2 separate regions of the Mus musculus genome follow, and region 1 is linked to region 2. Evidence: chromatin contacts called from public Hi-C data. All regions are on one chromosome and are shown on one strand. Each heading gives the region's core, a stretch centred on a gene start, on an enhancer-like site or on the middle of the called end of the contact. The rest is flanking DNA. Distances are from core to core; before and after follow the strand shown. Region 1 holds the start of Tgfbi (transforming growth factor, beta induced). Region 2 holds the start of Rnf44 (ring finger protein 44).

Evidence for each region. A called contact is a pair of places that touch in the nucleus more often than the background predicts.
Region 1: a contact with region 2 is called in a Hi-C map of neutrophils, with 7 times the contacts expected there. The contact joins the promoter of Tgfbi here to the promoter of Rnf44 in region 2.

The regions. Positions count from the first base shown.
Region 1 is chr13:56,606,135-56,611,248 of GRCm38.p6, forward strand. It overlaps Tgfbi (transforming growth factor, beta induced), which reads left to right and starts at 3,452. Exons shown (of 17, transcript NM_009369.5): 1 at 3,452-3,646. The coding sequence starts at 3,513.
Region 2 is chr13:54,685,969-54,691,323 of GRCm38.p6, forward strand. It overlaps Rnf44 (ring finger protein 44), which reads right to left and starts at 1,840. Exons shown (of 11, transcript NM_001146026.1): 1 at 1,526-1,840.

The sequences.
Region 1 (5,114 bases), core at 2,202-4,701, 1.9 Mb after region 2:
GGAAGTCCAAAGCTGTGGCTTTGTCTGAAGACCCAACTGTCACAAATCTTGGTCTGTCCTAGCCTCCCTTGGAGCCTTGGAAATGAGTGAGGATGGATGGGGTAGAGGGAAGAAGACGACCTGGAGCCCAATTTCCTGTCCCTGTGCAGAGTGCAGGGGTCACTATCAACAAGAAGACTTAGAGGAAAAGCCACTTGGTGGCCACACCTTGATGGTCATCCACATGGGAGCTAACCTCAACATGAGCTGAGATTTTTCTGGGGTAAATACTCCACTTTATTCCTTTTGGGTCAATCATTTGATTCATACCTTATCCTCACCTGAAGGTTGCCCATCTAACATCTAACAGGAGCCAGGGCTTCTAGGGAACCTCACTAAGGGACCCTGTCAAAATGTGGAGCCTCACTCTGTGGGTCTGCAGAGGGCCGCTTTCCTAACGCATTCTCCAATGTTGGGGATGCTGCCTTTCCGCACGTCACACCTGGAGTGGCAAGGCTGTGGGAGAGCTCTGGAAAGCTCACCTAGATCCCTAGTCAGCCCTTAAGTGTCACAAACAGGGCTGCTGCTTCTCGCCTACGCGCCTCACTCGCACGCACGCACGCACGCACGGGAGCACGGTGCTGCGTGACAAAAGAAGCATGTTGGTTTAATTTCCCATTCCTTCTAGGTTGCACACGGGGCAGTCTGGAGGGGCTGAGTGTCCTCTGGAAAAGCTTTGACCGTTTCCCTTGATGCTCAAGCATCTCACCGGGAACTTGGGGGTGGGAGGAGCAGAGCCTGAGCTGGCCTGATGCCCACCTTCACGTCCATAAACACAGGATCCCATGCAAAGGCTCATTGGAAACATTAGCTTGTCTTTTGCTGCTGAAGGGCCACTGTCTGCACAGTCTGAAGTTGTTTTCAAATAGCTCTTGGTGAGCTTGGTTGTGCCACTAAACACAAAGCAGCTATTTTTCTAAAGTACCTTGTAAAGGTCTAGTAATTATTGTTCCAAACAAGCCTCGTTTTCTCTTGTTTAGATTTTCTTCCGTGGAAAGAAAGAAAAAAAAAAGCTTCTCAAATGAAAGGTCTGTGTTCTGCCCTGGTGCCTCCAGGTCATGGGGCTGGAGGGCCTCCCTACCCAGCAACATCACCAGCAACATCACCCTCTTTGAAGCAGCAGCTATTACCATGGGGGGGTATGTTTACATTACTGCCTTTTATGGTTTGGGGCAGTGTGGAGCCTGCGGTGGAATTTTTAAAAATATCTAAACAGTAACTGAAGCATTACTGTGATCCCCGTACTGAGCTCATGGAAAAACTCGACTCATCGAATGTTAGTTTTATGGAGAGGGGAGTGAGGATGGGTGAGATCACTAACTAGCCTCGCTCAGACCCCTCCTCCATCTCTCGGGAGATGGGGGTGCTAGACTGGAAGGTGGAAAGTGTGCCTCCCAGACTCTTCCCCAAGTTAGCACGGCCACCTCTCCTGGCCTCCAGGGAGGCTTTCTGGGATCCAGCCCGCACTTGACTCTCTCTCTCCGGATGTTTTCCGGCACCCTAGACCAGACACTCATCGGATTCAGAGATGCGGCTTGCTTTCTAGCAGAGCGAATGTTGCTTAGGTGTGCTCTGTGTGCAGCCTTTCTCTCTGTTCCTCCATCAAGGCCTCCTTCCTCCCACTGCATCTCCCACCTCCACCCACTCGGTTATTAGCATCCTTCGAGGGACCACTCTCTGCTTGGACCTCCCCTCCAGCAAATCACTGATGCCTCTTGCTCCCTGTCCCCTCATTAAAGAATGGCTTCCAGATCTGGATCTCCACCTTTTACCCTTCCCTGGAGCCCTGGATTGGGCTGTCTGTGGACATTCCATCGAGATGAGTCATGTGCACCTCAAACTCATCAGGTCCCAAGCTACTCATCCGTCCCTGGCAACAGACACCCATCTCCGTGCCCTTCTTATGAAAAACAGCAGCAGCAGCAGCAGCAGCCACCACAGTGTCCGGAACTCAAACACCTTATGTATCCCTGATTCTTCTTTGTCCCTAGGCACATGGTGTACCAGTGGCTTTTCCCACTGCAGGGACAAGGCTTGACAAGAAGCAGTTCAGGAGAGGAGGTTTGTCTTTTGTCTCAGCTCACAGTTCAGAGCACAGTCCTTGTGGCTGGGAAGGCAGGCAGCAGGAGGCCGAGTGCTCACATCTCTCTGGGTTGCCAGGCAGAGTGTGGGATGTTCATGTTCACCTTATCCACCCCCCCCCTTTTATTCAACCCATGACCCTATCCCATGGCATGACGCCACCTTCATTCAAGACGGGTCTTTACCTTTGGACCACTGTTTTTCCCAAAACACCATTCAGTGATGAGCTTCGCCGATGCCCCTGGGCATTTGCCAGCCCAACCCAGTGGGCAATCAAGGTGAACCAGCACCTGTAGCTCCTATGTTCCCTTGAGACTATTGTCTTCTTCTAGACATACGTCCATCCCTTCTCCACTTCCACCACAGTCGCTCAAGCTCCAATGTGGTCCCCTCCTGCTCACTCGACCCTCCTGCTGCCTGCTCAGGACATCAACTGGGCCATTCCCTTGCTTCCTCAACACTGGCAGATTCTTAGCTTGGAGCCCTGATGATACACTGCTGTTTTCTGCTCTACTCTCCACCCAGCGCGCTTTGCTGAACTGGATGCCTGGGTCCTCTTAAACCATCCTCCTTTGGCCTGGCCAAATCCTGTTCTGCCTTCAGATCTAAAAGCGGCCGCTGCCATACTGTGCCATACTGTGCCTAGGTCAGGTGCCTACTCCAGACTCCTAATGCCCCAGCTGCCTCTCTACATCTTTGCTAGGCCCATGTTCTCCCAAGCACTGAGAGCTCACCCCTGGGACTAGTAGAAGCAGGTAAGGGGAGGGTGGTTAATAGATGCTAGGGCGAGTTCTCACCTCCCTACCATGTGACCGTTGGCATATTTCAAGCTCATCCAAGGCATGGTTCCTAGCCGATCTATCTCTTGGCAGCATCTACCTCACATTCACAGATCTTTATTGAAGCCAGGTGAGGGATTCCTGAATGCCAAGGTGTGAGCCCCACCCTTCCCACTTTTCTACGGTCTGTCAACAGGAAGACTTACTCCTCCTCTACAGTGTATCAGCAGGGCTGATGCATCTGGACTGCAGAGGCCAGTCTGTCCGTGCCTAAGTGTGAGGGAGTCAGCACAGACCCTCTGGCTTCCTGCAGTCTGCTAGAGAGCTATCTTCGGGCTCTAAGCATGAACACCTTAAGAAACTGAAACTTGAGGACTAGTTCCTTTGGACCCGCACTTTGTGCGAAGTGGGAGGGGGTGTGTGAGCTGGGCGGTGCAGGAGGGCGCGGGTGCTTAGTAGTGGCGTGGTCTGGGAGGCGCCGGCTGCCCTTCCCCTCCCTCTGCCGCTCCCTCCCTCGGGCTACTAAACCCAGCGCGCGCTGCCCCGCTGCTCTCACTTCACCAGCACCGCCCGCGCCTGCTTTCATCGTGGGTCCGCGCGTGCTCCAGCTCCATGGCGCTCCTCATGCGACTGCTGACCCTCGCTCTGGCACTGTCTGTGGGCCCCGCTGGGACCCTTGCAGGTCCCGCCAAGTCACCCTACCAGCTGGTGCTGCAGCATAGCCGGCTCCGGGGTCGCCAGCACGGGTAAGTCCCAGCCGCTCTGTGATGGGAGGCGTGAGCATAGGACAGGTCACTGAACTGCCAGTGTGCTCAGCTGGGGACATCATACCTGGCCAGGGGTGCGCGCGCGGGGGAGTGGAGGTGGGGGACGACAAAGCCCGAAGGAATATTAGCCATTGCATAGAAAGACCAAACCTGCGTGGAGGTTGATGAGATAAGGGGACACAGTGGAACAGTTTGTGAAGAAAGGGTTGGGGGCACTGGCCAGTGACCACAGAGTCAGACAAAAGTGCATGAAACAGTCTAGGGGACTATCAGTCTCCTTTCTTGACTCTAGGTAGAAGGGGGCGTTGGCAGCTCTCAACGCAGAATCACCATCACCCTGAGACAGTACCTACCTACCATAGAGGGGAAAACCAGGCAGGTCACTGTCCATTGATTCCAGGAGTGTTACTGGTCATACCTGGTGGCAGGACCCTAGCTAGGTGCCCACTACTCCTATGCATTTGGTATTGCTCTGCACCCAAACACTCAACACCAACAGTGCTTGCTGGCCAAAGATGTAGAGCAGGAGGCTTCACCACCCTTTATACATGCTAGACAGATTGGGAAACCGAGTCCTGAGAAGGAACCATTTTGCCCTGCAGTATGTCCTGGAGTCAGGACTGGCATCTGTCTTAAAGCGACAGGCAGCTTTGTAAACGTGGGACATTGGTGCTTCAGGTATTTCTCTGAGATGTTGCAGATGTGTAAGTTTTCGGAGACGCACTCTGGCCAAGGCTTTGCCCTGATGAAGAGCCTGGCATGGTATTTCTACACACAACCAGGTCATGCCTGCTCCAAACAGAGCCCAGCTTTGTTGCATGTCCAGACTACCTGGGTGTATGAACATCATTTATACTAGAGGAAAACTCTATGGGAAAAGTAGAGTACTGACTTCCGGGGAGGCCTGGTGCCCATGATCAGGCATTCGCACCCCAGGCTATTCCCAACTCTCCAACAGACTACACAGATCTATATTCAGATCTAAAGGAAAAACAAACCATGTGGCCAGTGGCGGTTGTCTTTTTAGACCCAGACACAGCTTCAGCCTCCAGCAACTGGGTAGACTCTGGACTCGAGTAAAGGATGCGAATTTTAGGGAGAAGTTACCTTTCTTCTGCATGTGGCTTTCCAGTCTCTTGTAGCCCCCCCAGATGTTCAGTGCTTGGGGCAAAACAAGTTGCTGGGTGCGGGACTGGCCACAGGCAGAACAGAACCAAGCCAGGCTTCACGGCCTCCTGAAAGGAGACAGGCAGTGGAAAAGGTCCTTGGGTCATATTTTAACTTAGGCTGTGGGTATGAAGGATTGAGAGGGCAGATAGGAAAAATGCAGATTTGAAGCCTCAGAGCCAAACATGGAAAGCCAGAGCATCTCTCATCCCTGCCCGGTTCACCTTTGGGTCCCACTGCCTTTCTTGAATGTTGCATTCAGTTCTGTTCCCTCCTTCCT
Region 2 (5,355 bases), core at 590-3,089:
TTGCCAGGGTCTTAGGCCCATCACTTCCTCTCCTTGAACTTCAGATTCCTCCTCTGTAAAAATGGGAACCTAAGAACGATCTCTCAGGGACCCATCAAAGGCTACTTTAAAGGGAAGAGAAGAGGCAGCCTTAAGTGAAGGCCAGCTGTGGTGTGAATGGTTGGCCTCCTCCTGCACCCCTACCCTAGGTAGACACAAGTCCCTAAGCGCTAAAGGAGGCACGAGCATGGTGTCCAGCAGTGTACCTGAGGAACAGAAAGGTGGTTCTTTAACTCCTGCCAGAAACTAAAGTGGTAAAGAGGGGACACACCCATTTCAGTTACTGAAACCCCAAGGACTTGTTCTAGACCACGGGGAACACAATTGGTCCTCCTGGCTGGTTCCCTAGACCCAAAGCCCCAGTAGTCTCAATGACAGTGGTCGGAGGGAAAACTACAGAGTACTTCAGGAGCCACGTGTGAGATGTAGTATCTTTATGCGTGAGTAGTGTCCCAGAGACGCAAGAGTGACTGAGCTGGACCAATCAACACACTCAAGGTCAACCAGCACCACTGCTTTCCCACACCTCTCTTCACTGTACTGCTCTCTATCCATAAAGTTTGTGTAAACTCCCCTAAGTCTATCTCTTGTCCCCATGGGTCCACAACCCCGCCAGCCAAGTACAGAGTCCCAAGCACACATTCTAACCCTTGAGTAGAGTCGAATAGGGTCGGTTTGCAGAAAGATTCACTCCCTCTAGCAGACGAGCAGGCTTAGGTGGGAATACAAGTTCCCCTACCCTACATGCTCGCCGTACCTCCCTCTAAGTAGGAGCTTCCCAACTCCCACAAAGGCCGAGGAGGCGATTTAGGGCGGAACCACCACACCTTGGCCAGCTTAGACTCCCTGGGTGACCTTGGTTAAAGAACCCCTTTAGTTTCGGCTAAGCCTTATTAACAATAGAGACTGAAATCTCCCCAGGGCGCCCCTAAAAAAGCCACAGACAAGAAACTAGGTGTTCACATTATGGGGAAGGAAAACAAAGTCCCAGAGGATAAGGCTCCTCCCCAAAGCAGGCCGTGGGGCTCCAGCAGTTTTCCAAAGCTACCCCTCCTTGGGGATGGGACCGAAGCTCGTACACCTGTCTCAGGAGGGGCCTCCGTTGTTCCCCTTACTCCGTAATGCCGCACTCGGAGGAACACTGAGGGGAAAAGGCAGGCAGCACCGCTGGGGCTAGAGCGCTGTGACTTTAAGAGCCGAGGATCCCGGACCATGTGCTCGGCGTGAGACAAAAGCAACAACAAAGGAAGTGGCGGCTGCAGGGGGAGGGGTTGGCTCCTTCCCCTCCACCGCAGCGCTCTGCAAGGCAGAAGAGCGGCCCGGACTAGGTAGCCGCAGGCAGCACCTGGCCCGGGGGCCCCGCCGCCGTCTCCCACCACTCCCTCAGCCCGGGATCGACGCCTACGAGGCCGGCAAACAACGCGTCCCCGAGGGAGCCGTAGTTCCGGGGTGCGGGTCCGAAGTTAAGAGGCCCGGCCCGACTCACCGGCAGCCGTCCGACCACACGCGGGCTCCTTTGTTCGCGATGCGGGGTGCGGACGGTGAAGCGCCCGCTCCTTCGCGAGCCTGCTCTGTCTTCCGCCTCCCCAGCCCGGGCCCGAGAGAAGGGCGGCGCAGGACGCAGCTGTGCTCTCCGGCGGGCTGGCCCTTTAAGAACTGTCCGCGGCGGCCGGATGGAACCAGCCCCACGTTTTGATTCACAACATTCGGATCGGCGGGGGCGCGCAGCGCGGGAGGCGGCTCGCGGGGGCGCGCCAGGACGCGCAAGCAAACAGTAGCGGCAAGAGCGGACACCCGCCCCGCCCCGCAGGCCCCGCCCCGCAGGCCCCGCCCCGCGCCGCGCGTCGGCCAATCGCGTCCTGCGGGCGGCACGTGACTAGCGGGTCGCCATCTTGAAAGGCTGGCTAAAAAAGCCTCTTCGCCCCCACCTCATACTTCAAAGCCCACAAGGCCGAGTCGCAGGTGATGAGCGGTGCGAGCCCAGGTACGGGGACCGTGGCACGCACTAACAGGTCAAGGTTACCTTCTTAGGGCCGCGGCCTCTGTGGGGCACGCAGCCTCTCACGCAGCCGAGGTGAGAGGACCGCTCTTAGCTCGGCAAGCACACTTCCCGGAGATGACGTCACCACAAGCCCGGCAGGCCTGCGATGACCTCATAGCTCACCTCGCCTCTCTACTCGCTCGCTTTCTGTTCCGTTAGACGGCGCCTTTAAACAGCTGGGACAACCCAGGGCTGAAGAGACCAATGACTGAGGAGCCATGCAAATGATTTAACGTCTCCTGGGTAGGGGGATTGGTCTTGCGCGTGCTGACGTCACAGAAACATCTCGGCACCCCGCCCCTAGCGCGGCCCGGGAAAAGGGGTGGAGAGGCTCTAGTTCAGCTGAAGTGGGAAGAGTTGGGATCTCCTGAACCAGGCCCAGGGAGGTTTCTGCAGTTTAGTTCTCTAAGCTTCTCAACGACTGAGAGCCTAGGGATCAGGACAAGCAAGCCACTGTACCGGAAAGAAGAGTCACTCCTCCAGGACCGGCGGATCAATAGTTCGAGAACAGCCTGGTCTACATAGCTACAGAGACCTTGTCTTCAAAATACAAGCAACAAAAATATCACACACCCAGATAGTAACACAGCTGAGGCGAGAGAGGGGGCAGACGTCGGTGTCCCCTTAGGATGCCCCCCCCCCCCCCGGCCAGGCAAACATACAAAGTGGGGTATGGTGTGTCTGCATCGATTATATAAGCAGAACATCACCATTACCTAAAGCACTCATGTCTACTAGGCCGGTCTGTAGTAACTGGACTACTACAGAGTCCACCAACCCAGAACAGGATGTCAGTAGAAAATGGCAACATTTGTTAAACCTCTGTGGCTACAGATGGGTGACACTCTGTACTTTGTGGATGCATCCCATAATCCCAAATATTTAAAAAACAAACCAATTTACTAACAAGGTGTAACAATATTATCAATTTCAACTGAATATTGTATCAGCATACAGTGGGAAGTGATTTGGGAAAAGACACAGGAATTCTCATTAGGGTGCACCTGTTCAGGAGGGCAGATTTGTTTTTTGAGACAGGGTTTCTCTGTATAGCCCTGGCTGGCCTCAGAAATCCACCTGCCTCTGCCTCCCAAGTGCTGGGATTATGCCACCACTGCCCAGCAAGGAGGGCAGATTTTTAAATTTTTCTTTGTATTACTATTGTTTTTGTGTGCTTATAAACATAATCTCCTCTATCTCAGGCAGCCTCAACTCTTGATCCTCTTCCCAAGTGCTGAGATTACAGGCATTATACCACCACTCCTAGTTTAAATTTTTTTAATTTGGTAACTGTGTATTTGCTTTTAAAAATTCTAGACAGAGGGCTGGAGAGATGGCTCAGCGATTAAGAGCACTAGTTACTATTCCAGAGAACCAGGGTTCATTTCCCAGCACCCACAGGGCAGTTTACAACTGTCTGTAGCTCCAAGGAATCTGACACCCTCACACAGACATACATGCAGGCAAAACACCAATACACATAAAATTCTATTCAAAAAAATTCTAGCCGGGCGTGGTGGTGCACACCCTTAATCCCAGTACTTCGGAGGCAGAGGCAGATGGATTTCTGAGGCCAGCCTGGTCTACAAATTGAGTTCCAGGACAGCCAGGGCTATACACAGAAACCCTGTCTCAAAAAACAAACAAACAAAAAATTCTAGACAAAACTGGGTGTAGTGGCCGATGCCTTTAATCCCAGAAACTGGGAAAGGCAGGTGGCCTCTGAGTTAGAGGCCACCCTGATCTACAGACTGGACAGCTAGGGCTACACAGGAATCTTGTCTCAAAATACAAATTCTAGACAGTACAACCCACTGAATAAAATTGCCAAAACCTATAAAACAATATATCTTAGGCTTATTTTTAAAGGACTTTATCATTTTATGTATATGTATGAGGGTGTGTCTGCCTATATGTTTGTACAACTCACAGGCAATGCTTGTAAGGGCCAGAATATATCATTGGACCCCTGAGAACTAGAGTTAAAGACAGCTTAAATCAACTGATATAGATGCTTGGAATCGAACCCTGGTCCTCTGGAAAAGCAGCAAGTGCTCTTAACTGCTGAACTACCTCTCCAGTCCTTTAAGCCCAATTTTATGACATAAAAACTTTTCTCTTACAATGAAAATCTCTTCTCATGGAAAGTAGCCAATGGAAGAATCTAGAAGAAAACTGGGAGGGGGGGGTCCACCCTTTGGCTCAGAACACCCTTTAGCCAACTAACTGCACTGATGATACGCAGCCAACATGCTGAAGGCAAGGTGGTACAGGGGCAATGTGCGGAGATCTCTGAGCAACAGGACATCAAGGTAATGACGTAGTGGCACAGGCGATACTTGGGATGGCACTCTATTTCCCACGAATGCGCATGAACTTGGACACGCACAATGATGTTCTTTGTTGGCCCCTTATCAATTCTCCCGTTCCCTTCAACCTCATGTCCACCAATTACAAGCACCTAGAAATCCTGCCCATGTTCAAAGACACTTAAATCTGCCTGCCTGCTGCTGCTTCAGGAGGAGCCTGCAGGGGCTCCTCACTGCCACCAAGTGTGCACTGGCCCTGAGGTGCCTCTAATATGCTCACCCTGCCAATCTTCTGGGCTCACCTCTTCTAAGCCCTTCCTGCACCATGTTGGTATTCCTTCTGCCAGCTGAGCCTGGCCCCTTCTGTTGGAAGAGCCTTTCCTGGTCTACAGATCAGTTCCTCCTTCCTTCATCGTTCCACTCCCACCTCCCCTTTTACAAGGGCTGATAGGACCCAGACCTTCACTGTGTGAACTAATCACACAAAACCCTGCCTCAGTCACTGTCTCCCTCAATAATCTCCTGGCTGAAGGGGTTCGCCTTCTAAGTGCACTGACATCAGCCTCTGCTAGAAATGTGGCATCACAGGGCTAACCCACTTTATGGGTGAGGATCTGAGAACCACAGAAGTGAAGTGACTTACCCAAGCATATTACTAATTTCTTTTCCCAGAAAACCACCCTCTGGACACAGCTTGAGGGCCTGAGTTCAATGCCCAAAACACACACAAAAATAAATGTGGAGACTGGTGGCCAGCCAACCTAGACTAACTGGTTAACTACACACTCATCTTTGAAAAGGATGGACACTGACTAAGGAATGACATCCAGGGTTGACCACCGGCCACCACATATCAGCACACATGTGCACTAACAAAACACACACTCACCCTCCATTCACAGTTCAGTTATGGGCTTTTAAGCACATGCCTGGCCTGTGTATAATTTCCTCTGTCTAATATGTCTT